2 separate regions of the Mus musculus genome follow, and region 1 is linked to region 2. A link is a contact called in public Hi-C data. All regions are on one chromosome and are shown on one strand. The core of a region is the stretch at or near the end of the contact, and the rest is flanking DNA. Distances in the headings are between cores, read along the strand shown.

The links. A called contact is a pair of places that touch in the nucleus more often than the background predicts.
Region 1: a Hi-C map of differentiating embryonic stem cells shows a contact between it and region 2, with 3 times the contacts expected there. The contact joins two enhancer-like sites. A contact is called at or near these places in 1 of 39 promoter capture datasets (hippocampal neurons), 3 of 15 datasets of contacts at CTCF or cohesin (the NIH/3T3 cell line, embryonic stem cells and stem cell-derived epiblast-like cells), 86 of 484 Hi-C or Micro-C datasets (the 3T3-L1 cell line, 3T3-L1-derived adipocytes, the C2C12 cell line and 48 more), 7 of 115 datasets of contacts at active chromatin or transcription factors (astrocytes, differentiating embryonic stem cells, embryonic forebrain and 4 more) and 1 of 9 other capture datasets (embryonic stem cells).

The regions. Positions count from the first base shown.
Region 1 is chr12:54,065,851-54,070,274 of GRCm38.p6, reverse strand. Npas3 (neuronal PAS domain protein 3) reads right to left here. Exons shown (of 12, transcript NM_001370962.1): 11 at 4,369-4,424; 12 at 1-2,537. The coding sequence ends at 1,201. Among named protein-coding and RNA genes, the nearest start is that of Gm35818, 74 kb to the left of the region's middle. Within about 2 kb of position 2,149, at least 56 of the 459 cell types and tissues checked have an H3K27ac peak or open chromatin away from gene starts, as enhancers often do. A contact at or near this core is called in Sertoli cells, astrocytes, differentiating embryonic stem cells and 2 more, where this site is marked.
Region 2 is chr12:53,029,701-53,034,559 of GRCm38.p6, reverse strand. The region is part of intron 9 of Akap6 (A kinase (PRKA) anchor protein 6); the gene reads right to left. Among named protein-coding and RNA genes, the nearest start is that of Npas3, 220 kb to the left of the region's middle. Within about 2 kb of position 1,644, at least 157 of the 459 cell types and tissues checked have an H3K27ac peak or open chromatin away from gene starts, as enhancers often do. A contact at or near this core is called in Sertoli cells, astrocytes, differentiating embryonic stem cells and 2 more, where this site is marked.

The DNA of each region.
Region 1 (4,424 bases), core at 900-3,399, 1.0 Mb before region 2:
CTCAAATAAGAATTGAAGGGAAATAAATTCTATCAAATCAGCACCCCCCATACAAACCTATTTTTTTTTAGCAAGAAATAAAAACAAACAAAAACCCCAAATAAAGAACATGTTAAATATTTCTCCTTCTTCTTTTACTCTGAAGTGTTACTGAAGTTGCAAAAAACCAGCCTCAGTTAGACTGACTAAGGACAAAAGAATCTCAAAAATGGCAGTATGTACTTAAACTGTTCCTCAAATCAGTCCGAGTTGTCCAAAAGTCCCCTTTTAATAGGGCTTTACTGACCCATTCAATTGAAAGTGAGGCTATGTTTGTTAGTTGGGAGGTAAAAAATTTTTAAGTCCTGCAGCAAATGTTAATGAGGGCTTTGTCTTAACTAACCAAGGAGACTGACTGTAGCAACGGGACTCCAGACCAGGACAGAACACATTTTCTCTTCCAAAATCCAGCCCAGGAGCTGCATTTTGTATGAAGACATTATAGATTAATAAATGATAGCACCATGGTTTTAGAAATTAAGTTAATGTTTCAGTAATTAACACTTAGTCCGACTTTTTAAAAAAAAAACAAAAAAACAAACATTCTAGTCACAGGCCAGAAATTAAGTTTAAGAAACCAAATTATTTTTATGTGTGCAAGTAAGAAAAATCTTAAAATCTTAATCATAAAAAGAATTAAATTCTGCATAAAATTCTAAAATACTATTCCCCTATTTTCAAAGGAATTAGGAACAGGAAAAAAAAAAAAAAACCAAAAACAAAAAACAAAACACCCACCCCATTTCATTTGACTTAGTCAAACAGGGCACAATCGTTTATGCGTGTCTCTTTCCATCTTGATCATATCAAGATCTTTAGGAAGAAAACCCAATGGTTGTCACTTGAGAAATCTCTTGACCACAAGACTGAGTATTCTATGGCAGAGGCATATACACATTAAAGACATCTTAATAAAGATGTAAAGGAAAGTCAAACAACCCAACACACATCTTAGAAGACAAAATGGCAGGCAACCGGTCATCTGACCCTCTGAAGGCAAAAAATAAACATGTCTTTACAAGAAAGAATAAGTCTAATGAAAGAAAGAGAGGGGGTGGGATGGGGCCACCGTGTTGCGAGAAGACGCTGACCAGCTCGAATTCAAAGTGCTAGAATGAAAGGTCTAAACGAAAACGACGATGCCTCCTGAGTGGGGCCCGCTCAGTCCTCCTTGCGCTCCAGAGTCTGTGCCGCGTGGATACCGTTGCTGTAGACTGGGAAGGGCAGCGTGGAGAAGAGTCCCTCGGCTGTGGTGAACACGTTGCCACCTGGCATCTGTGTGAGGCTGGCCGCGCTCACGGCGCCGCCAAATGGTCCTGACATGTTGAGTCGGTGCACGTGGTGGTAGAGCATCTCCATGGGTGTCTTGGGGTCGAGGCCAAAGCCTGGGCTGTTAACGTCCACGAAGTTAACAGCATGCGCGTTGGGTAGCAGGTTGCCCTGCATGGCCAGGGTCACCTCAGCGGGTGCGTAGCGGATAGTGCCCGTGGTGTAGACCCTCTGTGCGGCTGTGCTGGTGGCTGCCAGGGTCCCGGTCACCCGGTGCACCAGCGGAAGCACGACGTTGCCCGCTTGCAACCTCTGCAGGGCCTCCAGGTCCCCAGTGTACAGCAAGGAGTTGGATGCACCAGGGCCACCCCCGCCACTCCCCGCCCCGCCCCCGGGGTGCTTGTCCCGCGGGGACGCAGAGAGCGGGGGCGACAGTGGATCAGAGGGCACCGGGGCTGTGCCGCTGAACTGAGTCTTGCGGCCAGCTGTGCCATCGGCGCCCGGTGGGGTGAGGACCGAGTCGGGGATGGCCACGTGCAGCGCTCCCCCGCCACCGCTGCTGCCTCCCTGGCCCTGCGGGGACGGGAAGTGCTCGGAGGTGGGGGGCTTGGTCATGCTGTACGGGGATTCGTTCCTGGAGATCTCCCGGTTGGGCGGGTAGTTCCAGATGCTGCTGTCGTTGTCGAAGTTGATGGGCTCGGCGATCTCTGTCTTGATCTTGAGCACAGAGGCGCTGTGCGGCGATGACAGCAGCCGCGGAGGCTCCACCAGACCGGCGTCCAGGCCTGGGCTGGACGCGCTGGACAGGCGTCGGCGACTGGCGCTGCCGCCCTTCTGCCGTTTCCGCCGCCGCTTGCGCTTCTGGTGCTTGCTGGATGCCTGAGCGCCCGCCTCGTTCGCGCTGTCTGAGTCCTTGGCGCTGTCCGACGTGAGCGACTCGCAGGGCTGCAGTCGCAGGTCCGCCTCGCTCTCCACGTAGCGCTCCACTTTGATCTGCATAGGGCCCAGCGCGCCGAAGCCATCCTCGGCCGCCTTGGGGTGTTCAAAGTCCGAGTGCTCGAAGCTGTCGTCGCTGTCACGGCTGTCCGGGTTGCTGGAGCTGTGGCCATCGTCGTTGCAGTTCATGTCGTTGTCGCATGCGCTGCCTGACTTCTTGCGGTCAGGCTCCGGATCTTCGCTATTCTCGGACTGATTGCCCTTCTCGTCGGACTTGGAGTTCTCATTGTCCTCTGCTTGAGGCCCGCGGGGTAGCAGGGGGCACGAGGGAAGAGAGAAGACACCTGTTAGCAGGACTGAAGAATTTAGGACCCAGCATAGCAGGAGCACAGTGACAAACAGCTCAGGCTTGGCTGAAGTTTAGCCAAAGGGGCGGGTCATAGCACAGCAGCACCCACCCCTTCCGGTAGGTCTCCCACAAACAAAGCCCCACATTTGGTACCAGTGCAGACCCCCAGGTTCTGTCCTGCCCTGCCAGATCAGATACGGCCTGTGAGCAGGTGATTCTTAGCGCAGACAAGTGTAAGAAGTCCTGCGGACACCTACACTGAGTCCAGCGAGTCAGATTAACCTGGAATATAGTTTTAGGGACACAAAAGGCAAGATGGTGGAGTATCACGTGACTGTTAGAGAGGTTTTTGCGTTTCATTGGTGAGCATCTCTTCCTTTCTGAAAATCACACTCTATCTGTGGTTTTTTTGATCCACTGCGTTTTTAATTGCGTTTGTCCCTTTCTTCAACTATAAGCTCACAGTGGTAGGAAGTTTTGTTGACTACTATAAAACAAAAGGCAGAGACTACTCTAGAACTTCGGCAGGGGTGGGTGGTGGTGGGGCAACAACGACAAAGCTTCACATTTTGTGGAGCGAGAAAACAAGTTCCACCATGAAGTGTGCCCCCACATCCCAAGGTGTGTTTGGTGTTCATAACCCTGGAATTCAGGGCCTCTGGAGGCAGGGGGCTGATGGAGAGACCTGGTCACTTGCCTCATTTGAGGGAGAACAGATTTTCCCCATCAGTCAGTCTCCAGAGACCTAGAGGGATGTTGATTTCCATGGCTTTGCCTTAACAGTTGTGGGTAGCAGACTGGATTAGAACCTTGGGCGAACCATGTACCCACTGTGGCCTTCATTTCCCCCTGTTAAGCAGTTGTGCAGCTGTAACAGAGAATCCAATTCTCTGCTCACTGTGTGCCTCTGGGAGGGGATCGGGAATGGAAAGAAGACTAACCTCGCCATAGCTCCTGGACTCTTATCTTGCCTTCCTTATCGCTCAGGAGGTTTACTTCCTCAGACGACCAAAAAATGGGAGCGTATGGACTTCCAGAAATCAAACCAGTGAAGCAGCTATTTTACTGTCTTAGGAGTGTGTTGCTCTAAGAGTTGTTTACCGGGGCAGAGGGTCTAGAATAGCTTCTGCCCTTTGTTTATGGATGGCGTGGAGTAGTGAACAGGACATAAAAGCTTCTAGCCTGCGGACTTAGAGCCTATTTTACAGGCTCCTCCCCAGCTTGGTGGGGCCTGAACCTTGATAGAAGTCATTCATTTGTGGTCCTGGCAGAGCTATTCCTGTTATTTGCTTCTGGCTGTAGAGCCACAGTATGAATAATAAAAATGATAGAATAGGAATAGTATCCTATTCCTTCTATAAGGATGGGAGGGTTAACATTAAGCGATTACTTACTCTTTCCTGTGTGTTTATGTATGCATATTATGTATGCATATCTGCCACAACATATACACAGAATATGAAGATTATATACATATGTACATATACACATACACATACACATACATATATACATATACATATACATCATATACATATACATATACATATACATATACATATACATATACATATACATATACATATACATATACATATACATATACATATACATATACATACACATTAGTGTGTTTGAGATAGCCAGGATAGATCTTATTACAGGATTTGGCCGGTTGCTAGACCTGTAACCGTGGCCCGCTGACTGTTACCCACCCCTGTGTTTAGACCAGTGCAACTTGGCTATAGAGCATGGAGAAGTAGTACCTGTAATACCTGAGGTGTCTTTAGAGTCTGACTCAGAGTCGGATGTCTCTGAGGATTCTGACGCT
Region 2 (4,859 bases), core at 395-2,894:
CTCAGATTAACATAGAAGCAGATAATGCATTTCTATTTAATTAAGTAAAAGTTTTCAAAAAGTTAAAGATTAAATTTTGTTTTATTTTGTTTTGTTTTGTTCCTTTTACAATTAAATCAAACTTTTATTAGCAAACTCTCCTGGTTATCCTGATTGCAATTAACGCCACCTCTCTAACGGGTCAGCTCATTTAGGTGCAATCTGGGATCATTTGGATTTAACATGATGGTTATTACTTATTACCCTGAAACCAAGCAGCACAATGAGATATTGATTACTTTTAACCTTTACATCCAAGGATTCGAGAAAGGTCGGAGGAGGGGAGCATTCGACTCTCAGCTGGCAAGCAGCCTTTAGGAGAATTCAAATGATTCCCTTTGGCTAAGTAGACCCAAGATGAGTCCATTCTGAGCTGACAAGAAATAATGGTTCTTTAAAAAGTAACAGTCAGCCTATATTTGGCATTACATTTATATATTACGTTTATATAGTCTATGGCCTCAGAGGTGCTTCACGTGAGAGGCAGACTAAGGCTGTTAACCCTTAGTAAGTCTTTTTCCAGGAAGCATCTCTATTGGAAAGAGATATTCAAGAGGGCGATTAAAGTGTGTGATTTCCTGTAGCAGTTCTCACTGGAATACACTCATCTCCTCAAACTAAAATCTCTTGGTAGGTTCCCAAGGCTGAACACAACCGTTGGCCAGTGATGTTGGACACTGAGGTCTCTTTAGTTTCCTTTTTCCATGGCAGCACTGAGAAATACTTTTCACCCCTGAGCCACTGAAAAGCAGAGGTCTAGGCGGGCCCCAGCAGAACCACAGACAAGAGAAATATAAACTCTATGTGTGAGATTAATTTGCTCGACGCTTGGCAGCATTATTGCCAAGTCGTCAAATTGTTCCAAGTTGTTCCGGAAGGTTGTTATTAATAGTATGTTTTCTGAGGAAAGTTCTGTCTACTTTTGGAACGGCATTTCTGTTGCCAGGGAAACTCCTTTAAGCAGAGTTTTCTAGGAGCACACTGCTGCTTTTGTTTGCCCGTGTCTATTCATATCATCGAGGCGGCACTTTACACGCTCCCGCCTCCAGCCCCGGAATGGCGGAGCTTTAGCCCAGTTAAGTTGCTTTTGCAAACAGAGCTAATGCCTGCTAGGATTTCCTCTTCTTTTTCCCCCACTCCTCTCTCTTCCTCACATGCAATCACTCCCTCTCTCCTGCCTGCTCCTTTTCCCTCTAACGTGCCCAGATCTCACCATTCAAGATTAAAATAAATAATAATAAGATAGTTTTCACAAGTTTTTGATAAATTTACTTTGTTTTGAATAGTAACCCCATAGGTTCTAGCGTTAGAGCATCAGGCCTTCAAGTGTTAATTATCTTTTTCACTATAAAATTAATGTAGTCATTTCCTCCTGACTCCTCCACCCCATTTATTGAAGTGCGGAGGAAAACCTGTCAGAGCCTCCAGCCAGCCCTGCTGTTGTGATTAAACGTGGTCACATGGCCCATCTCTGCCAAAAGGAGGGCCCTGAGAAAAGGTGACAAAGACAGTGATTTCCTGTCAGCAAAGAGTAAGACAGGGCTGTCTAGAAGTGATGCAAATGAGGGAAACTTTCCCCCCACAGCTTGTTTGATCCACTCTAGGCCAGAGCCGGCCAGCCAGAGAGAGAACAGCGCCACAATGCCACAGGGCCAGCCCCAGAGCCAGCGCACCTTCCGGACAGCAGCACCACAGGAGACTCTTGGAGACTCTTGGCAGGGCTTCCCTTCCTCGACCTCTGTACAGAGCCAACTGTTTCCTAGCATCCTAGTCTCTAAAATCTTTCTTCTTTCCCTCCCCTTTAAAAAAAAAAGGTGAATCAAATAGAACTTACAAGCTCCAGCAGGAACTATTTTTCATAGGTTGTTTGGGAACATCCCATCGGCCTTTCCCCTAAACATTCCATGAAGAGTTTTGCCCTCTCTCAAATTAAAAAGAGAAAAATATAAATCTGAGTATCCATATCAAACAGTGATTCATCAATGCCCAAATTAATGTGACAGTTAATCTAAGGGCTTTTTGAACTTTAATAAAAATGAAGCAAGTTCATTTCTAGATAGCAGTGGAGATGGGTGGATTTTATTCAGTTCTGGTCACTTTAAAAATGACCAGATAATGTTATTTGAAATATTATAATGATTTTAAGCATACTTTTCTTTTCTTAATGGAGTTTTAAATGTAACATACAATTAGGCTATCCAATTAATCAACTAAGAATGAGGTAAAAAAAAATTGTCAAGAAGTGTGTGTGTATGTGTGTGTGTGTGTGTGTGTGTGTGTGTGTGGTGTCATTTTCCCTAACTGTTTGAATGATTGCTAATTTGTTTCATTTGGTACAATCAATATTGAAATGTAAAATTTGGTACTGAAATCCAAATATAATGCCCAATTATCAGAATTCAAATTTCAATTCACATTTCTAGTCTATAAACCAACATATAAAAATAATATATATTCAGTAGATATTCTTTAATTCTAAGCCCAATCAACACAGCCTGAACCATGAGGCAGATATACAATCCAGTTGTAGGAACTCGAGTTTAGCCATGAGAGGATCAAGGAACATCTGAAATTATTTACAACAGCTCCATCCAAAGCAAAATGAAAGGAATCTATTCCAGGGGGTTGATATTCGTGAGTTTATAAAATATAGGCATAGCGTGATTAATCTGTTTTCTATGATCAGTTCATAGCAATGACAACATCACTTTGGCATCAGCTGTCGTAAGATAACAAGCCAAGTATGTCCCATTTATCTTCTTTTACTCTGTATTTCTTATTCCTTGGAATATATAATCGTACTTCACACACATTTAAAGTTGCAAAGCTTTTTACACACCTACCCGACTTTTCTACATGGTGTTTTCCTGAGCTCCTCCAAGTGCACCCTTCCCCGTCATTGCTTCTAAGCCTCACTCTCTCCTTGCCAGGTCGTTTTTACTTAGCATTTCAACCATGTTTATTTGTCTAGTACTTTAATTCACCCCTGTTGCCTCTGTTTGCTTGGTTAACTTTCATCAACAGGAGTCTCTTGGCGAGGTCTGTGCTCCAAGTCTCTAACATTTACTTAGCGACTAAGTCATTGAACTGTAAATTAGTTCAGATGTTACAAATACTGTATTTGCCATTTTACTTGTACAAAAGAACTACTTAATAAATATTCGTAGACATGATATATATATATATATATATATATATATATATATATATATCCAATGGCCTTAGCTTCTTCAAAGGCACTATTATGGCTTTTTCATACAAAACGCATACTGTATAAGTGAACATATTTCCTTTTTTGCTTTTGCTACCAGGAAACTCAAACTTCTATTTTTTTAGCTGAGAGGGATGCTACAGGCTATGCAGCTCTTGTCAGCCATACTTACTCTTCTCACAGAACAAGCCGCTGGCCTATGCATATTTTCCCTAGTTCTGGTTTGTATTTTTACTTTAAAACCTTCTTCCCTCATAGCACTCTGTGGAGGTGCTACTGCATCTCATACACACACACACACACACACACACACACACACACACATATATATATATATTTTTTATGTATACATATATATGTTTGTATGTATATATATATATGTTTGTATGTATACATGTATATATACATATATACATATAATATATGTATACATATATACACATAATATATGTATACATATATATGTATAACATATATATGTTTGTATGTATACATATACATGTTTGTATGTATATATACATATATGTTTGTATGTATAAATATATATGTTTGTATGTATACATATATATGTTTGTATGTATACATATATATGTTTGTATGTATATATATAGAAAGTATTTTCATGAAGATTCTTAACAATCCAAAATTCATAAATATAAGAATTAATCAATACATTCAGTAACTATTAGGCAAAACAAATTGTTCATTTTAACAAACAGGACATTAGGATCAGACACTAATGGAGAAAGATACAGAAAACTTGTATTGTTTCCTTAAAATGTACAACTATATGGTAAATATATAAATAATAAACAAAATAATAAAATTTAAAAATTAAATATAAAAAAATCCACTGTAAATTTCCTGGTATGAAAGTCTTGATGGGTAAGTTTTGAGATTGCTTTCAAGCTGGCAGAGTTACTTTTAGCTCCTTGGAAATCCTATGAGCTAATATTGTTGCGGCATAGCTAAGGGACTCTCTCAAGACATACACCTATTCATGTCATCTGAAAGTAACTATTGTTCAGTTATAATAATAATCACCAGACTCCAACCACTGCACCCGAGTGCTGAGACTAGCACTTCCTTTGGTTAATACATCAACACAGGATTATGGTGAGCTCTGTGGTCTGTGCTTTGTAGGCAGTATAAAACTGGTGGAGGTCAGGTGGTCCAGAGAGGGTGCGCCTTTAAAGGACCGTGAAGACAGCGGTGACTGCTGGGAGAGGAGCCGCAGCAGAGTCCAGCTCTCCCATCCATGACAGATTTCCAGATCACTCAGTCTATAAAGTGTGTAGGATGGGAGGAGGTGACAGAGCTTCCTCGAGCCCAAGAATAATGTCACCTTTGATCTGCAGAAATGGAAAAAAAATGGGGCTTTTCCTTTGCAAGTGGGTTTTTAAATATTTCTCCATTAATAGTTAATGCACACACAGACCAGCAGAATGACAGCTCCTCGTATTATGAATTCTGGCTCCGTAACTCTAGTCCAAATAGGAGCTGAACTTTCGAAATCACGGTGGTTACTTTTGACAAATTAAATTGTCCTACTTAGGAGAGTAGAAAGAATGGAGAGAAAGAACCTGAGAGGGAGGGAGCAACTTCTCCT